2 separate regions of the Gasterosteus aculeatus genome follow, and region 1 is linked to region 2. The links are chromatin contacts, called in public Hi-C maps. All regions are on one chromosome and are shown on one strand. The core of a region is the stretch at or near the end of the contact, and the rest is flanking DNA. Distances in the headings are between cores, read along the strand shown. Region 1 has its middle 11 kb from the start of arid1ab. Region 2 has its middle 8.6 kb from the start of LOC120827085.

Evidence for each region. Hi-C and Micro-C count contacts between places; a contact is called where the count stands out from the background.
Region 1: a Hi-C map of liver shows a contact between it and region 2, with 7 times the contacts expected there. The contact joins two enhancer-like sites. A contact is called at or near these places in 6 of 6 Hi-C or Micro-C datasets (blood and trunk muscle, liver, skeletal muscle and 2 more).

Annotation. Positions count from the first base shown.
Region 1 is chr10:13,853,630-13,858,376 of fGasAcu3.hap1.1, reverse strand. No RefSeq gene overlaps it. Among protein-coding and RNA genes, the nearest start is that of arid1ab, 11 kb to the right of the region's middle. Within about 2 kb of position 2,241, at least 9 of the 9 cell types and tissues checked have open chromatin away from gene starts, as enhancers often do. A contact at or near this core is called in liver, where this site is marked.
Region 2 is chr10:13,797,917-13,802,738 of fGasAcu3.hap1.1, reverse strand. No RefSeq gene overlaps it. Among protein-coding and RNA genes, the nearest start is that of LOC120827085, 8.6 kb to the right of the region's middle. Within about 2 kb of position 1,313, at least 5 of the 9 cell types and tissues checked have open chromatin away from gene starts, as enhancers often do. A contact at or near this core is called in liver, where this site is marked.

The DNA of each region.
Region 1 (4,747 bases), core at 992-3,491, 55 kb before region 2:
CACGCTATCACCAAGCCGGGACCGAGAGATGGCCTAGAAGCGTGTCCGGCACCGAGGGCGGTATTAGCAGATCCGTCAGTGTCACCCTTCAGCATGGCTCTAATATCATGAAGAAGATGGGAAGAGAGGCCGCAATGTGTGATCCATCCCAGTGAACGCTAGAACGGCGTGGGAGGGGGGAAACCACGGCAGCCCGGCGGTCAGCTCGGTTTCCATTGTGACGCACCCGCCTTTTATCAAGCTGATTTAGTGTGAGCCCAGAAGTGTGCCTTGTGCCCGGGCTACATGACTTGAGCCGTGGGTTTGGAGAATGGGACACAAGCACGGGTCCATACAAAAAGCCCCCCCTGACCTCTCCCTCTCAATGGCCATTGTTTGAGCTCCCCGGATCTGAGGGTAAAACCATCCACGTAGGTTCAACAGGCACGAAGTAGGAGGGGCCCCGGCCCTCGGTGGGCCGCGGGGGGTCAAGGCCGGCGGGGGTAATCTGCCCGGCGCTGGCGGCCGAAGCCCCCCCCCGGTCAGCTGCATCTACCTGGAGTCACGATGCGCGGCTTTCTGCCTTGGCTGTCATCAGTCGTACTCCTCGGGGTGCGCTGCGATCCATCGCAGATTTGTAGGGTCTTCTGGTCCCGAGCGGCGGCGTCTAGGCGGAGAGCGGGCAACGGCCAGCTTTTAGCCGAGACAAGGGGATTACACGCCGTGACCCGCTTTACAGCACAAACAATGGCTTCTTCTTTATTTTTTCATTCGTCATGTCAAAGTTTCATTCACCCCCCCCCCCACATTTTTTGTTTTTGTTGTTGCAACATGTCGAGTGAAGATGTTACGAAGCAATGCGCTCAAATCTCATACCTCATATCTCATATGCTCTGCAACGTAAACTAGTTGGGATTTTGGTCTTAAAAAAGAATCAATCTCAAGCTGAATTCCAGGATTAGCCGGTGTGTCAAATTAATTCAGTTTTACCGGGCTGTGGAACAGATGGCTGTTTTATTCAGGACTCGGGGTAGTTTTGTTGCCTGGCAATCTCCAGCCAAACCAAATCAAAGACCATAAACTGTCACTTAGGGGCAGGGGAATTTGGTTTTTGCACGCAACCTGACTGCGAAAGCATCAGTCCTCGTCACACGACCACGCCGAGCTGCTGCTCGCGGCCCGGTGAGGAATGAACGGATGGTTAAAGATGCAGAACCGACCAGGAGGTGCTTCTTTCGGGTCACTCGCGAGAAGGAGCACAAGAAGAGGAGGCTACAACAAATTCACTGCAGCAGAACTAGATATGAACCGGGATGTTATAGGAATAAAACAAAGGTGATAAAATACAAGAAAAAGTCACGATACACACACATGTAAGTGGAACACTCAATATCTTGAGTCTCTTTCTATTATATATATATATATATTATCTTTGACAGCTCACCTAAATTGATCGAACTAGTCAGAAATAAGATGATTTCAGCACCAAATAGCTCCAGCTTAGCTATAAATGTCAGTTGAAGGGCATGTTGACTTTGTAAAAAATGGGCATTTAAATAAGATTCCTCTCAATGACTACGATTTAACATTATGGCTCATGTCGCTATGAAAAATGACATCTCCCTGTTAATAAAGGACCATTTTGTGGGTACATGCGTATAAGCAGCAGGCACTCGATTATTGTCAGTTACTGCGTAATCGAGTGGACGTAGAGTTTGGAATCATTCGTTACGGCGGCAGTTTTGTGGAGTGAATTGATATTTCTCCGCTCTGCAATGTGTGAGTCATTATTTTGCGATGCGATAACCGTGTTCATTATACCCTGCAAACTTGACGCGTGCTCTAAAATGGAATATGAACTCCAGTGTGGGTGCTGTGGGCCTGCTTGCTTCATAGGGCTATTCCTCTCTCTCTCTCGGTTCTCCCTCCATGTCTCTGGGCCTCTCTCGCTCATTGAGTCAAGGCGGGAGTTTACAGGAACAGCAGGCAGGCAGGGCCTTATCACACCGCGGAACAACACAGGAATGTATTGTATGCGTTAGAAAGAGAGGACAGCTGGGGCGAAATAGTGCGCCCAAGTTCCCTAAACCTGGCCTTCCGGCGTTGGAACGTAACCTAGAGAATAGCCCTCGAAAAGACAGTCAGAAATAACTATTGTGGTTGGTTTTACGCGACGTTACGCGTTGCTCGGCGTGTCGTTTTGTGCCGTAAAACAAGAGTCACACACAAGCACAAGCAAGTGAGCCGCGGAGGAACCCTTAAGGTTGCCAGTGAGTAGTGCGGCGCTGAAAGCACACACAGTAAATTGAGGCTCGGGCTGCGTGGAAGAACCGGACTGGATTTTGATTTTAATCTGAAGCAAAAACACATTTTAAAAGTGGAATAATAAAAGAGAAGTGTGATAATGTTTTCCTCGGCCCAAAAGACGCGTTTGACGATAATATTAACAGTAAAATCGTCTCCGATTTTAAAGCGTTTTCCTGTTTTTAGCCACTGTGGGTGCTCATGAAGTGCCCGTGTGTTAGAGAGCGGTTGCTGTACTATGACCTCTATCTAGACATGACAATCTCTGCCTCAACTGTGAGAGTCCAGACATCAGCTAAGAGGAGGATGGAACCGGTTAAACTGTTGGGCGGTTAACAGGGACTCACAAGAAGTCACAAAAGTCCCCACAGAAATGAAAACGGGAGGTTTTGTCAGGTCCGAATCAACCACTGCATCCGCCTCTGAAAACTGCACCAGCCAGGCGGACATGTTGGGATGTTGTGGAAAGGTTTGCAAGACGTTACCATATGCTATAACACATATAATGTAGTAAATATACCTAAAAACAGATATTTACTCGTTGATAATCCACATGAAGACCCAAATCAGCTCGGTGCTCTGAGTTCAATGCCAAACTGCTTTGGAAAAAGCCGCAATTTATCTTTTCTTTTCAAATTCTTGACAATAAATTCACTTTTTTTTTTGTTTGCGTGTTTCAATTTCTACCTTCATCTGAATAATTCGTTCCACTTCTATATGTTGCTGCAGGTTTGTATGGACAAACAGAAGCGCTACTCATTGGCTGTGCATGGTGTACTCCAGTTTAAATGCATGCTCAGGCAGCGATATGACAAAACCAGAGCCATTTTGGGCTAAAAGGAGCCCGTTGAAGGCCAGGTCTGCGTGACCACAGACATGTTTAGATCTACCGTATCTAGACGGCGGCCCTCGTCCTGTACAATCTCTCCAGACTGGCTGCCCCGGAATGCCGCCACTGGCAGCAATTCTTCTCTAAAACAACAGGGAATCATTGGGAAAGCGTGGCAAAACCAACACACCGTCTGTCAATTGTCCCCCTGCCATTCTGGGTCTTTTGGCTCCGCTGTGTGTTCACGAGCATCAAAGACCCGTCGGAGACGTCGGCCTAAAGGGAGGCAATGCACAGTTTAATCAAACATTTGGGGGCCTCTGTGTTCAGTGTCATGTGCCACCGTTTTCAAAGAGGTGACACATTAAGAAAAACCACGGGGGAAAGTCGCCCCCTTTGGAGCGAAGAAACTTCAAACACACGCGCACATGTGCCTGTTTACACTTTTTTTTTTTTAAGACACAGGGAATCTGTATCTAGGTGAAATTGGTTGAAATGCAACCAAAAACATCCTCTCATCTATTTCTGCATCATAGAGCGCCATCATTTCTAACAGAAATACCTGTTTTTGGCTGCATTATCGTCTTTAATAAAGCTTTAACGGGCCGCTGATGCGTTTGTCACCAAATGTCAAACCGTTCCCAGATACATCGTGACATTCCACGAGGTATCCGGAGGAAATGTTGGGGTCGCGGCTGCCCGCTTTGGATTTGGACTCCATCACTCGGCGTGTTTATTATTGGGACTGTGTGCTTCTGCCCGGCCTGATAATGGCCTTTTCTCCACGCGGGCCCTTTCTTGACTACAACGTCTGGTTGACACAAAGTGCTGCCACGCGGATGGGGGTGGGGGGTGGGGGGGGTTCACCCATCCCTTGAAAGCCCAGCTGTCAGTGGTTACATAATAGCGGAGCCTTGTCGGGCTCGCCGGACGGCTTTTGTGCGGCTGTCACTGAATGTGATTGTGGGTAAGATTAAGCGGCGGGTGAGAAGCCACAGTTAAGGGGTTCCTACCTGGTCTCCAGCAGAGACGACAGAACAAACAGAATCAGGGGGGGGGGGGGGGGGGGGGGGGGTTGGAGAAAGCTTTTATTGTGGCTCGGCAAGAATGGCTTCCCCTCCCGTTTCACGGAGCACATTGTGCAGATGAAATGTGCCTCTTGCTTACATGCTTGATGTTTTACGTCTTGCCGGACTAAAGACCTCCGAGGGAGAAGCTCAGCTGCACCCGGAGGCCGATGAACCGAGCGCACCAGAAGTGAAATATCCGGACAAATGACATTAACTGGAGGCTTTTTATGTCTTGGATTTGAGGCTGTAATATAATTCCTCTGCACGGATTACAAAATCAAAGACTGTGCTGAAATTCTGTGGCCCACGGCTACAATCGATAACTGCTTATGAAATATCATGTAACGTAATGAATTCATCCAAAAGGTGGGTGGAGAGGGGGGGGGGGGGGCACATTTGAAATCACAACCCAACGTGCATGGGATTCCAGTAAACAATATTTAATAATAAATGTGTTATTGAGCTTGAAAACATAAAAATCAGGGATAGTCGGTGGTGGGTGGAGGTATGAGGGGGGGGTTTATTGTAGGGAGACCTGATTTCCCCAGGGTTCGTGCTGCTAATT
Region 2 (4,822 bases), core at 64-2,563:
TTACGAGTACAGTCACAAGTAGGATAGAAAAATGTAGATAACTCAATTGTATCGTAGTGGTAAAAACAGATTCTGTGTAGAAACACAGCTAAAAACAGTAAAATGCTTTTAGCCGAATCTTAAATAATCCAGCATCAAGGACACAGTTTAAACTTTCTGTCCATAAATGCAGAAACATTTCATAGTTTTTATAAAAGTAAAAGAATGTGGCAGGCAGCCTGGCTTTCATGTCATTTGAATATTGTCTATGAAATATTTGCTTTCTGCTCATATGTGAGGCCTCTCTGAGGGGATTTTCACTCTGAATACTCTGGAGGATATTTGGGGGGGCTCTGCTATCGAATAGATTTTTGTTAGAAGGATTATTCCACTACAAGCACTCGAATGCTTCTCCTTCTAATTGGCTTCTGACATTGGGACTTTAGTGAGCGCGCATTCAGCCCCCGTGCAGCTGCATCTAGAAATGATCAGTGGAATCTACCTGCCACGTCTGCTCCGCACAGGTGCTGTAGAACCCCCCCTCCCAGTTTCACTTTCATTGACCCCCCTACAAGTTGTTTCCAATATCCATTCAATCGAACATTGTTAATACACGGTAAGTTCCCATATTGATTTCTGCTCAAGCCACAGTGGGTGATCACTGAGATTTGCCTCATTAGGTTGTGAAATTAGTCGTGCGTCACATGACAATGTCTATACAACCATAAGCAGCGTACAGCACATACATAATTATAGTAATTGACTGAGCGCATGGGCCCAGGAAATGTATTCCTCTATGTTTCCATGTATACTCTGTTATGCAATATTAATTATATTAACAAATGAATTGTATGTAAATAGTTTCAACTTGTTCTGAAGAAGGTTCTTTTTTTTTGCTGTGAACAAATGGCGCTCTCGTCTGGTCAGAACATCTCATTACAGCGGGTCCATGCAGGGCTTAGACTTTTTATTGAAGCTGAATTATTAAATTTCTTTCATCATACAATACCAACATTAGTTGAATTCATTAGTTTTTTATGACATTTTCCAACTACATTTTTAAAATATTTTTTTTCCATGGCATTTCTTATATAAATATTAAATATTTTGGCCCACTTTTATGCAATTTTGGCATCACTTTTTTGACTTTTTATTCCATGAAAATTTGCCACCCATGTTTTTTCAATCAACATGTTTTTTCTTTTTTCCATGACATTTTTATTCACAAGTCTCTGTGCCAATAGCAGCCCCGATGTCTTTCCCTCAAAGTTCAACAGCCAATGAGAGTCCGCACTGTGCAGAAGGTGCCTGCCCTTTTTCTTTCGTAAAAAGACAGTTGCAAACGAATGTGCTGGTGACTGACACTTCATATAACCAATGAAGTTCTGAATAACGCAAAGCACCTTTTTCAATAAAAAAAGAATAAAGTAAAATATTGACTGCATCACTTTTAGTTTGTTAGTTTAGTTTCTAGCGCAAGAAAATGATTGAAATGAATTAATCATATATATGTCATCACGTGATACATTTTCAGGAAATTCAGTGAACACAAAGATACTTAGGTGTTCCGAAACATGGACTCATGTGTCAGCATTTGTGAGCTGCCCCCCCTCCCCTCCACCCCCACTGCCTCTACCTGTGGTGTGGACTGCTACCGGACACATGTCACTTGACAGCAAGCCTCTTGCTTATGTTCCTCGGCTTTGGGCATTCTTTATGATTTCTCGTAAACCCAGTGAATCTTCCCCCACTACCGTACTTTGTACTGCCTCCTGAAAAATTGGCATCAACATCCAGTCTTGCGTGGATGATTTACAACGCTATCCATGACATTTTTCCACCTAACAAATTTTAACTTTTTTTCCCATGAATTATTTTAAACCAATAACATGTTCTACCCTTCATCCGTTCACCTGAATTAACAATCTCGACAGAGAAACACAGATCATGTGAGTAACCGTTTGCCACTTTGGCAACAAATACTATGAACCTGGTTGTGTGTTTCATCTGCATGTCTCAGCACTGTAACAACACATGAAGGCATCGAAGATGCTTCCTTGTAGTCCATCTGTAATTTTGTCATTAAAAGTATTATTAACATCTTTTATCTGAGGGGTGAGTTTTGACTACTCTAATGGACCGCTACCGGACGCATGTCACCTGACAGCCTGCCTTTTGCCTTCCTTGACTTTGGGCATTCTTTATGATTTCTCATAAACCCAGTGAATCCCCCCCACTCCCGTACTTTATACTTCCTACGTGGATGATTTACAATCTTGCAGAGAACACGGGCTTACTTACCCAAGCTATTTTATTACGAACTCTTTGTCTTTGCTCCATAGCCTTTATTTAAGGTTGTTTCGCTCAGCTGATTAGCAAACGAGGGAGACAAATTGACGGCACTCCGAAGACTCGGGTGCCATGCCTTGTCCTTGGACCCAAAAGGACGGTGCGTGCATTTAAAAATGACAAAGCCAATAATTAAAGAACTTGTTAAATACCAATTCAACCAAATAGTCAAGTGTGTCATGTATGACAAACATGCATCAGCTGTCAGCTGCCTTTACATTACATTACATTACATTACATGTCATTGAGTTGACGCTTTTATCCAAAGCGACTTACAATAAGTGCATTCAACCATAGGGGTACAAACTCAGAAGAACAAGAAACAAGAAAGTGCAATTTCCTCAAATAAGCCAATTTACAATTTGCTATAGATGTGTGTCGTTATAAGTACAATCTAAGTGCTGCAATTTGTTATTCTTTTAGTCGAGGTAGAGTCTGAAGAGGTGTGTCTTTAGTTTGTGGCGGAAGATGTGAAGGCTCTCTGCGGTCCTAGTGTCTTCAGAGAGCTTGTTTCTTTACTGAACAGGAGCTGCTAAACTGTAAATACAACCATGTCATCTTCCAATCTGAGAAACTGGCCAAATTATCCATCAGATTAACTGTAAATGTCAGTAAATACGCACAACAATAATTGGACGGATCAGTGGACAGAAAAGATGAAACCAAATGTTATACTTCAAGATTTAATGTTGTTACATGGTATGCTTATAGATACACTGTAAAAAAAGTATGTAGATTTTACGGTAATAAACTGTTAAATCGCAACAGTAAAAGACTGTTGATTAAAAATAGGTCATCTTCTGTTTCTATCACATTGAAATACTGTATATGTATATATCAGCGCAAGCCGTCTATCTATTTCTTGTAAGAAATACATTTTCTCACTGTTAATTGTACTAAACAGTGTACCGATAACGGAAATACACTGTTATACATTATGAAACACACTCTGTACCGTAATTTTTACATTCATAACTTAAAAAAAATACAATCTGTCCCTGTTAAATGTACGGACTACTGTGCTGACAATCGAAATATAACATATTTTCAATGTAACAGCCAGCCCTGTTATTTTTGCATTTATTATTTGTAAAGGATACAGTTGGTCATTGTTAATTGCACTAAAAATTGTACTAGTGATGGTAATACACCGTAATATGAACACTCAATACCGTAGTGTTACTATATTACTATTTAAAAATACATTTTGTTACTGTTAAATGTACGGACTATTTTGCTGCAAATGGAAATATAACGTATTATGGCATTCACAGCAGGTCCTGTATTCTTTGTATTTATTATTTGTGCAAAATACAGTTTAGAACTGTTAATTGCACAAAAGATTGTACTGAATATATATAACAGGCAATACTGCAATGTTTGCAAGATTATCTGTAAAAAAACTATTAAGTCAAGGTTACATTTTCCACTGTGCTGATTACAGAAATACTCTAATATAAATACAGTCACCACTGTAAGTGTATTAACCATTGTGCTAATAACAGAAATATACCGTGGAAAAGTTAACATGGGTAACATGCGTATATTAATGGGTATATTAATCATTCAGATTTTTGTGGAAAGACAGTTTGAGAGATACAGAGACAGAGAGACAGATTGAGAGAGAGACAGACGGAGAAAGGGAGACAGATTGAGGGATATAGAGAGAGACAGAAGGAAAGAGACAGACATGAGAGAAGGGCAGAAGTGTGGCAGTGTTAAAAAAAACACAACGTTAGAAGATTGAACTTTTCAACTCCACTTCAGCGCCATTTCTACGCACTCTGCATTGCTGGAACGGCCAGACGGACTCCGGGGTACATTTCTTCTTGAGGTAACTTGCCTACATACATCATCTAAGCTATATTTTAATGTGATGCTATGTTTTCCATAATTTTGCATCACCGTTATTTGTAATAACGTGATGTAATGTTAGGTTATGGGTTTCTGCACTGAACGTTAGCTAGCTAGCTAGCATTAGTTTACCAAACATTGGCTAGCGGAATGTTTCAATGTAATTACTTTGGCAGGTCGGTTAAAACACAGAGGGGTTATGTGCTTCATTTCAAACTTCATAGAAATAAACCACGTTGTTTGTTTAAGCGCGTTGAAGCTGGTCGCAAAGAGACCTTTGTTCGACATGGAGCATTTAAGGCTCATTTCTACCGGACACATATCGTTAACTTATCAGCTTCTGTGAACGTTACTGTAAGGACAGCTCTCAAATGCGGTGTGGCGATATGTGAACGTCACTGTCAAAATACAAAACAGCTAATGGCTCATTTGAAGGAGCATCTCTTGGAAGGACGCGTGAGTTGTCGAGTAAGTGGATGTAAAAACGTTTTCTTGGTCAAATCCTCATTCACCGCTAACATGTCACACAAAATGTATACAAAATGTATAATTGATGGGATTAATTATATGTTCAGTTATCCTGGTTGTTAAAAAATGAACCACATAAAACATGAAGCTAAGTCTTGATTGAGTCTTAAGA